Linked DNA regions of Mus musculus: region 2 is linked to region 1. A link is a contact called in public Hi-C data. All regions are on one chromosome and are shown on one strand. Each heading gives the region's core, a stretch centred on a gene start, on an enhancer-like site or on the middle of the called end of the contact. The rest is flanking DNA. Distances are from core to core; before and after follow the strand shown. Region 1 has its middle 57 kb from the start of Gm33035. Region 2 has its middle 30 kb from the start of Gm33263.

What was found. Hi-C and Micro-C count contacts between places; a contact is called where the count stands out from the background.
Region 2: a contact with region 1 is called in a Hi-C map of uterus, with 9 times the contacts expected there. The contact joins two enhancer-like sites. A contact is called at or near these places in 5 of 484 Hi-C or Micro-C datasets (embryonic fibroblasts, embryonic stem cells, myocytes and 2 more) and 2 of 115 datasets of contacts at active chromatin or transcription factors (embryonic limb bud and pancreatic cancer cells).

The regions. Positions count from the first base shown.
Region 1 is chr10:68,974,102-68,979,148 of GRCm38.p6, forward strand. No RefSeq gene overlaps it. Among named protein-coding and RNA genes, the nearest start is that of Gm33035, 57 kb to the right of the region's middle. Within about 2 kb of position 2,495, at least 25 of the 459 cell types and tissues checked have an H3K27ac peak or open chromatin away from gene starts, as enhancers often do. A contact at or near this core is called in uterus, where this site is marked.
Region 2 is chr10:69,179,009-69,184,535 of GRCm38.p6, forward strand. It overlaps a transcript of Rhobtb1 not described here. Among named protein-coding and RNA genes, the nearest start is that of Gm33263, 30 kb to the left of the region's middle. Within about 2 kb of position 2,238, at least 9 of the 459 cell types and tissues checked have an H3K27ac peak or open chromatin away from gene starts, as enhancers often do. A contact at or near this core is called in uterus, where this site is marked.

The DNA.
Region 1 (5,047 bases), core at 1,245-3,744:
GTGGAAAAGGGATCAGGTGGAGAGAGAAGGAGAAACAGATTAAAGAGCTGTATAACCAAGAAGGAGAAGACATTGGGAATTAAAGAGCAATATTCCCATGTATGGTAGAGGAAAAGAATTTTAAGGTTTTACGAATGGGAAATTCAGTGTTGGTAATGGTAGAAGAAAAGAAAAGAAAGGAAAGAAGAGAGAAGAGGAGAGGAAGGGAGGAGAGGGGAGGGGAGAGGAGGGGAGGGGAGGAGAAAGAGAAGAGAAGAGGAGAGGAGAGGAGAGGAGAGGAGAGGAGAGGAGAGGAGAGGAGAGGAGAGGAGAGGAGAGGAGAGGAGAGGAGAGGAAAGAGAAGAGAAGAGAAGAGAAGAGAAGAGAAGAGAAGAGAAGAGAAGAGAAGAGAAGAGAAGAGAAGAGAAGAGAAGAGAAGAGAAGAGAAGAGAAAAAGGCAGTCAAGAGAAGCTAATGTGATTGTCAACTAAGCAAGTATCTCATGACAATCGCATCTTGAATAAAGAGTAAATCCCGCCCCCTGTTTTTAGGCTTTGTAGATATTGGATAATGTACCTTCCAAATGTATAGCTGCTAACCAGATAAAGGTGCTAATTGAATTATTAGGCCGTGTGAAATACTGAACATGGGAGCCTTGCTGATTACCTTGGGGGCATTGTGAGGCGTTCGAGGGCACCAGGTTGGGAATTCGTTGTTTGGATGGTTTTAATAAAACCATGCAGGGCTCTATGAGGTCTCAATTAGGAAACCCCAGGAGGATCCCAGTTTTTATTGTTTTTACTGAGCTCAACAAACAACCTAAAGTGGTTTCCTTTTCTTTCCCTGGATCTCCTGTCACCCAGCCTTGTAACCAGCTTGCAGTTGCTATGGAAATGGCACGGGGACCCTGACTGATTCGTTCAGAAGAATCTGTCTCCTTTCGAAGCCGCTACCTTTAAAAGCAGCATTCAAATTATTTATGAAAATTGGGTCAGTGTACCATATGGTAATTGTAAATGCTGCTCTTTAAATTAGTTGGAGGGCATGAAAATGACACTTGTGATTTCATCTTTGTCCCGTTTGACGGGTCTCTTGGAGGTTACTGTGTTTAATCCAAGTCTAATGTAATACTCAAGTTTCCCTCTTTCTGTTCCTGGTTTGACAGTTCCAACCCAAGCACATACAGCTGACCTAGCCGGAGAGACCTGGCCTTCCCTCTGGGTTCTTCTACTACTCGTGATCATTTTCAAGGATTTGAATACATGAGAAAGCATCTCACTGCTTCAGGAATCATCTCTTTCTCTAGAGGAAAATTTATGACCTCTAGGGGGTCCAGGACACAATTCTGGGGTGCCTCTCTCTACATATTATGACAAGAATGAACTTAAGAGAACAGAGAATTCTCTTCTCTTACCCTACACAGGTAAGGGGATCATATGATCTTCCTCTTTCACTTTTTTAAACATCAAACAAAATCTTGGCCATTCACTGTAACTAGAAGCATCAAAGGGGAATCTTGGCCCCAGTGCAGATTGTCCAGGTCTCAGTACACACAACAAACACTGGTGCCATTTAAGAGCTAAATGTCACTTCCTGCCTCCAGTTCCCTCTAGACTTGATCCCATCCTTTTATATCAGCCACTTCGTCCTCTTAGTACAGGAGGAGACTTGGCCAGTTCTGTGGAAAATTGGAAAACATCACATCATGGGAACTGATATTTTTCATGGAATAGGACACCCTAGCCATCCTAGAGTCTACAGCATTTAAAATTCATTCATTCATTTTTCATTCATTCATTTATTCATTCAAAATCATAGAAGTCTCCACAGACACATATTTGAGTGCCTGACATAATGGACCATGGCTTTGAGAAGCATTTATTTATCTTGAGGAAATCTCAAGGTTCAAAAACTTGCATTGCCCAGGAAATACAGCAGGCTAAGCAATCTAACCACCTATCTAGGTGAAGACTTTGATAGGTGGATGACAGACTTGAACATCTTTCTCTGACTTTCCCTTTTATGCTCAGCAAGCTTTAGAAGTGGCAGTCAACAGTCAAGTCTCCCTTGCCACCAACTAATACAACCTTGTTTATATTTGACAACAACATGGTTCTCCTTTTAAATTGATAAAGGGTTCTTGCTTATTTGCTTAGCAATAGCTCATTTGGGCATTACTTATCTTCAGAAAATAAGCTACGGGCAGGAAAATGTTAGTATTTCAGTAATGAATCTGACTTTTACATTCATGGCATACCATAGGAATGGCCCAATGATAATTACTCAATCCTCTTTCATGAATAATTGTTTTCTGGTTGTTTGTTTGCTTGCTTTCCCTATGGTTTTAAGATTAATTCTCACTATATGGTCTGCACGGTCTAAAATTCACTACATAGACCAGGGTGTCCTTGAATTTGGAAAGATCTGCCTGCCTCTGCCTCCCAACTTCTGGGCTTAAAAGTGAGCACAGCCATGCCAGGCAATGAGTAAAGTTTCACTGTGGTACAACGATTCCAGTTCATTCTGTGTGTACTTTGCCTGTGGCTTCCCTCACGCTGCATCGTAGGGGTGAGTCATTACAATAAATAATGAAGCCTTCAGAAATTGAAATATTATCTGACTCTTTACATGAAAGAATTTGCCCAGTCCCGATGTTTATCATTCCTTGAACAGTCTAGGGGTTGTGAATTAAAGGTAAACATCATTAAATCTATTTACTAACTCTGGAGTTATCGTGGGAATCGCTCCATCCCTGGGAGAGCCTGTGGTTTGTCTGCTTCTCCAGTACAAGTAGATTTTCCTGCAGAACTTGGCCCGTAATTAAGGCGTGCGCTCAACCTTGGCAGTGACATGGTGGTTAAAGCTCATAACTCAGCAGCCTGACTCTAGTTAAGGGGAAAATAAGGCTTACAGCATGCTGTTTTCTGTCCCTTGGATGAAGCATTTACTTAACAATCAATGCCACTGTGTGCCTTTCCAGAGTGACTCTGTCCTGTCAAGAGCAGACAACCTGAATGAGGACCTTACTTTCAATTCTTTATGATATTTATAAACTGTTTTAAAATTTTTATTAAAACATTTTTTAATTTTTATTTTATGGGTATGTGTGTTTTGTCTGCCTGCATGTCTACGCATGCCTGGGGTCCACAGAGGTCAGGAGAAGACATCAGGTCCCCTGGAACTGCTCTTATAGATGGTGTGAGCTACCTTGTGGATGTTTAAAACATGAACTCAGGTCCACTGGAAGAGCAGCCAGTGCTCTTGACCACTGAGCCACCTCTCTAGCTCTCTTCATGTTCTTTTCCCAACAGACTCTTTAAATTGAAGCAGAAAAAAAAAACTGTTCCTTAAGAATAAAACAGCTAGCTTCCCTACTAACTTAAACTTTCACCAAAAAGTCTGATATGACTGTAGTTGGTAGGAATTGTTAGTAACTCATGAGAAAGTCCATGTTTCTTTAGGAACTCAAGTACCCCAAACCTTAAACCAAAGACTACTGCATGTATGTAATTTTCCTTAGATATTTTGATGTGCCAACATAGAGCAAATTGAAGAAAAATAATCTTTGAAATTGTGGCTCAGGATTAAAATGGCATAAATATCCCCTGTGTGTCAGGCAAAGTGCAGGCACACTAAGTATAACCAGAGCAAGTCAGCCATGATAAATACAGCCTCACCATGTACAGCCTCACCAAGTACAGTCTCACCAAATACAGTCTCACCAAGTCAGCCAGCCCAAATACAGCCTCACCAAGTACAGCCTCACCAAGTGCAACCTCACCAAGTACAACCTCACCAAGTGTAAAAACAACACCAGCTATAGCCAAAGCATCAAGTGAAGCCATACCAAGGACAACCACATCACTAAGTACAGCCACATCACCAAGTACAACCTCATCAAGTACAGTCACAGCTCTTAGAACTGCACACAAGGCAAACATAAGCAGGCACTGAACAAGATACGGAGATTGGCAGAGCGTGGTCGCTCACGCCTTTAATCCCAGCACTCGGGAGGCAGAGGCAGGTGGATTTCTGAGTTCGAGGCCAGCCTGGTCTACAAAATGAGTTCCAGGACAGCCAGGGCTATACAGAGAAACCCTGCCTCAAAAAAAAACAAAAAACAAAAAACAAAAACAAATACGGAGTTTCAAAGAAAGATATGGTGCTAACCATAGAGAAGGAAGGAGGCTAGATGTCCACTGCCCCCTGGTGGTAGTGAACAGAATTTACCTTCCCTAGGTGAAGCGGTGTTCAAAACAACCTGTAAAAGCAGAAAGTGAAATACCTTTGTCTGTTCCCATGCTCAGGAATCCCCAGCATGTAACCTGAGAGCTCTCACCTGACCAGGAGCTAGGAAAACCCAAGCTCCGATGGGAGAAAAGAGCATCAGAGGACACAAATATAAGAACCACCCACCAGTGACTTTACAACAGCCACCAGAACAAGACTTGTCTAAGAACTATCCCAGATGAAAGAAATTTTAAAACAAAAGTCACACACAAAAAAGAACAAATAAAGAGAAACCAACTGAATACTTTAAAAGTGAAAAAAACACAACAGCCAAAGCTAGCGCTTCTGCAGATGGGCTCAATAGCACAATGTAGAAAGAGCTTGGCCAGAGCAGAGCATTTTACGGGATGGGATATTTGTATACATCATGATGTGTCTTTCTTGACAAGTTCAGAATTATATACACAAATCAATGCTTAGAACTACACACATCATTGTGTATGAAGCTAGAAGTACATCATCTCCCGACAGAATCCACTAACATGTACATCTTAGACTTTCTCTAGCTGGCTGCTTGCTCTTTATAAACTATCTAGATCATGTTTGTTTGTTTGTTTGTTTGTTTGTTTGTTTAACAGCAACACAAAGGGACTTGAAGTGGAAATGCAAGAGTTTTTTTGAAAGTCAGTTGAGTGGTGTTTTGTTGGGGCAAACATGTGAAAGTGTACATAGGTGCGAAAGACTCAGGCAGACTCGTGAAGGAGCATTTCATTGAAGCAGACACAGGAGAGGATATTCTGCTAAGGCAAGCACTTGAAAGGACATGTGATGAAGGATT
Region 2 (5,527 bases), core at 988-3,487, 200 kb after region 1:
GCTCACAACCACCCGTAATGAAATCTGACATCCTCTTCTGGTGCATATGAAGACAGCTACTGTGTACTTAATTATAATAATAAATAAATCTTTGGGCCTGGGGGAGGGGAGCGGGGTTCTGACAAGAGCGAGCAAGGTTGACCAGAGCAAGCAGAGGTTCTAAAAATTCAATTCCCAACAACCACATGATGGCTCACAATCATCTGTACAGCTGCAGTGTACTCACATACAAAAAATAAACTAAATAAATCTTTAAAAAACAAAATTAAACAAAACAAAAACATTTGTCCTATGACTTCATCCAACAATGTAATATACAGGAAGAAGTGGGGTGCTGGAGGCAGGGCTCACTGATAGAGCATGCTCCGTGCATGTTGCCCTCAGTCTCATCCCCAGAAACTTATTAGAAAAATCATTCTGTGGAGTCTGAAAGGAGCTGAGTAGTTAAAAGCATTTGCTGCTCTCACTGAGAACCTGGGCTTGGTTCTGAGCATCCATGTCATATGGCTGTGACTCTGACTACAGAGGAGATGCAGCACCCCCTGCTGGCCTCTGCTGGCTCCTGCATACATTTGGTGCACATAAACTCACACAGGGTCACACACATATACTTTTTTTTTTTTAATTTTAATTTGAAACAGAAAAGAAAACCTATTGTCTTAGGAGTCTATTGCCCTTGAGCAGACACCATGACCAAGGCAATGCTTATAAGGACAACATTTAATTGGGGCTGGCTTACAGATTCAGAGGTTCAGTCCATTATTATCAAGGCAGGAGCATGGCAGCGTCCAGGCAGGCATGGTGCAGGAAGAGCTGAAAGTTCTACATCTTCATCTGAAGGCCACTAGGAGAAGACTGGCTCCCACATGGTTTGGAGAAGGGTCTCAAAGGCCACCCCCTCCCACAGTGACACACTTCCTCCAACAAGGCCACATACCTCCTAACAGTGCCCCTCCCTCTGCCAAGAATATTCAAACCATTGTACGGGCTGGTTTTGTGTGTCAACCTGACACAAGCTGGAGTTACCACAGAGAAAGGAGCTTCAGTTGAGGAAATGCCTCCATGAGATCCAGCTGTAAGGCATTTTCTCAATTAGTGATCAAGCGGGGGAGGCTCATTGTGAGTGGTGCCATCTCTGGGCTGGTAGTCTTGGGTTCTATAAGAGAGCAAACTGAGCAAGCCAGTAAGTAACATCCCTCCATGGCCTCTGCATCAGTTCCTGCTTCATGAGCTGCTTGAGTTCCAGTCCTGACTTATTTTGATCAATAACTATGTGGAAAGTGTAAGCTGAATAAATCTTTTCCTCCCCAGCTTGCTTCTTGGTCATGATGTTTGTGCAGGAATAGAAACCCTGTCTAAGACAAACCATCACAACTGTTTTGTACCAAACATTCTCTAAAGTGTTGTAACTCCTGAATTACTGATACTAGAGAGATTTCAGTGTTGTACAGACCGTTTGCCTCTGTGTTCCCCGCCAGAGGCTCCCATCCTCCCTCTCATGCCCCCCGCCCTGCCCCACAATGGCAAGCACGATATGCAGGCAGCTGGTTTCTGTGCTGCATCGTCCTGCAGCAGCCCAGGGCTCCCTCTTCCTCCCCTATCACAAGATACATTCTCCCTGCTTCTGTGTCTCCAAAAACCAACACCCAACACTCCTCCAGATAACTCTCCAGGTGCCTGTCCTTGAGACCTTAGAGAAATAACAAGCTCAAGGGAGACCATGGAAAAAGTAAAAGGTAAACAGAGGTCAGGTCACAGTTACGACTGGCCATAAAATTAGTCCTTGAACAGACACCCATTAACCCCTTCTGCTTCAGTACTATTCCACCCTCTACTCCCCTTTTCTGTGTATATTCACACTATTCCTATTCTGTATATAAACCAATGTTTTCTGGACTCAGGGACGCTTACCAGCATTCACACAGTGAATGCTAGGTGGACGAACAGAGTTCGAACTTGTAAATAAAAGACTCTTTTGCAAGTTGCAGCAGACTCTGCAATTCTTGGACTTGTCTGGGTTTCCCGTGAACTCAGGGCACAACAAAAGCAGTTGAAATACTAAAACGAAAGCAAAGAGTATTCCATCTAAAAGGAGTTAATCTTTTTACATGATTTTGTTGACCATCTAATGTGTGTCAGGCATTATGCCAGGAACATAAGCTGAGATGAATAATTACAATATAAACACTCTTGTTTTCCAGACTGCCACACTGAAGCTTATAAAATACATGGTGAATCATCAAGGAGTGAAGCAATAAAGGCTCAGGGTATCTTAATAGTGAATAATGGTTAAGAGTACTCGTTGCTCTTCCAGAGGGCCCAGGTTTAATTCCCAGCACCAACATGGAGGCTCACAACCATCTGTAACTCAGTTTCACAGGATCAGACGCCCTCTCTGACTTCTCTCATCACTAGGCAAGCATGTGACCCATAGAAATACATACAGGCAAATACTAATGCACTTATAAAATAAATAAAAACAGAGAACCACTTCTGGGTCAGTGTACTAACTAGTTTTATGTCAACTTGACACAAACTAGAGTCATCAGAGAGGAGCCTCAACTGAGAAAAAGTCTTCCATAAGATGGGGCTGTAGACAAGCCTGTAGGGCATTTTCTTAATTAGTGATTGATGGAAAAGGGTCCAGCTCTTTGTGGTTATTGCCACCCTACCTAGGCTAGCAGTCCTGGGATGTATAAAAAGCCAGCTGAGCAAGTTATGAAGAGCAAGCTAGTAAGCAGCACTCCTCCATGGCCTATGCCTCAGTTCTTCCCTCCAGGATCCTGCTCTGTTTAAATTCCTGTCCTGACTTCCTTCACTGATCAATGTGTAAGTAAAAGCTGACTGCACCCTCTCCTCCCCAAGTTTCTTTGCTGTTTTACACAGCAATGGTAACCATAACGAAGACAGGTTGGTACCAGGTATTGCTGTGACAGACAACAGGTTGTGTTGGGGAGGATAAGAACGCTGAAATCCCTGACTTTGTGCTATTTCAGTGAGAAGCGAAGACTCTACTGGAAATTTTGTGTGTAGAGTCTGTAGTCCTGGTGAGCTGGGAGCTGAAGAGTCAGCTGTGATTAACAAGATTCCAGAACCACTAAAGTAAACCTTTGTTTTGCTGGGACAATGGATAGCTGGGCAGCTGGGGCTGAAGAATCAGTTATGATTAAGAAGAGACCAGTATTGTTGAGTTGAAAACTTCTGAGAAGTGTTTCCTTAGAGTTAGCACACAGAGACTGTATTCCAGAGACTGCCAAGGTTGTAAAACCAAACTTGGTCGTGTAAGAGTCACCCAGGTGGTACTGGTTTTAAAGGGATGAAGGGATCGTGGAGAGCAGCTGAGGCCAGGAGAGGCCATTGGTGAGGGTGCAGCCTCACTGGCAGCTGATGGCCCGGGATTAAAGGGGTCCTGCAGAGAATTTGAAGCTTGGCACCATGAAGAGAGCCTAGGAAAGGCTATTGGTGAACAACGTGTAGCCCAGTTGCAGCAGAGGACCCCGGCATTTTAGAGATGCCAAGACCAGGGGCTGACCACCAAGGACAGCAACAGCAGTAAATTCAAGTCAGCTGGAGCCCAGAAGACAAGCTATGTGTGTATGTCACAGAGCATGGAGCTGGAGAGGTGTCCCAAGCCCCTTGGAGGAGCTCAGATCATGAGTGGATTCCTGGCATTGGGTGTTGAGTTACTGATACTTTTGGAGTTTAGTTTTGCTTTGCTCATATTGTTACTGTACCCTCACCCTTCCCTCTAGAAGAAAGTCTCTGTGATGCTTATTCCTGGTTGTCAATGCGACTACATCTGAAATGAACTACAGTCCAGAAATGGAGGACATGTCTGTGACCCAGATCTTGAGGCTGGAAGACACAGGCTCCTGACCCAGATCTTGACATGGGATGACACACACTTTCGATCCAGATCTTGAGGCACAGTGGCCATGAAAAGCTTAGGCCCAAGTAAGGTTGTACACACCTTTAATCCCAGGAGACTGAGGCAAGCAGATCTCTGAGTTCAAGGCCAGCCTGGGACAAAGCAAGTTCCAAATTCAGGCATAAACACCTTTAATCTGAGTTACCTCAGATTAACCTTCTCTTGGAGGCCTACATAAGGACATTAAAAGAAGAAAGAGTCGTTCTTCCTTGTCTGCTTGCACGTACTAGGCAGCAACTCTGTTGGAACCTACCTATTCACGTTTCCAGCTTATACAGAAGAGCAGCTGAAGCACCTAACCTCACAGACTGAGCAGCTACGAGATCCTTGGACTTCCCATTCACCGCTGCCCATTGTTGGGCTAGTTGGACTGCAGACTGTAAGTCATTCCAATAAATTCTCTTAATATATGGAGACGTTCCATAAGTTCTGTGACTCTAGAGAACCCTGACTAACGCAGTATTTAATTTTGATTTTTTACGGGAGCCCACAGCTGAGATTTTAAAAGAAACTGTTGAATTTTTAGAGAGATTGGACATTTTAAAGAGACTGAAGCTCTAAAATGTTTGAATTTGTAAAAATTCTGTGGGAATCTTTAAAGTTATTTATGGGATGTCAACATTACCGTACCATCTTGGGGATACATGAGAAAGGAAAGGTTCTAACTGTAAGGCGATGTGCTTATAAGTGTCAAATTGACAAGGAGCCAGTTGTTTGGGCTAGTTTTATTTCAACTTGTCACAAACTAAAGTCATCAGAGAGGAGAGAGCCTCAGTTGCAAAAATGCCTCCCTCCACAGATTGGGTTGTAGGCAGGCATGCAAGGCATGTTCTTGATTAGCAATAAACGGGAAGGGCTGGAGCCATTGTGGGTGGTGCCATCCCTGGGCCTGGGTCCTATAGGAAAGAAGGCTGACCAAGCCATGGGGAGCAAGCCAGAAAGCAGCATCCCTCCATGGCTTCTGCATCAGCTCCTGCCTCCAGGTTCCTGTCCTGTTTGAGTTCCTGTCCTGACTGCCTATGATGATGAATTGTGATTTGGAAGTCAAATGAGCCCTGTCCTCCCGGAGTGTTTTATCACAGTAGTAATAATCCTCCCTAAGTCAGTCATGCTGTTCATCATCTATAAACCTGGGATAATAATACTCACCAAAAGGACTACTAATAGATAACAAAGAATCAATCATTCTGGATCCTAGCAGTACAAAAAAAAAAAAAAAAGCAATTGTATTTTTTTTTAGAGATTTATTTATTTATTTATTTACTTACTTTACATGAGTACACTGTAGCTCTCTTCAGACACACCAGAAAAGGGCATCAGGTCCCATTACAGATGGTTGTGAGACACCATAAGGTTGTTGGAAATTGAACTCAGGACCTCTGGAAGAGCAGTCAGTGCTCTTAACCACTGAGCCATCTCTCCAGTCCCACAATTGTATTTATTCTCAGAATTCTTGAAGCCGAGTAGATTATAGACGTAAAACAAGTTGTTTCAACAATACTTACTGGATCCCATGAAATGTACAGGAGTAAAATGTGATGCCCTTGGCTTAAGTTGAAAATAATGTAGGTCCAAGTGCATTTAAAGATAAGGAGATGG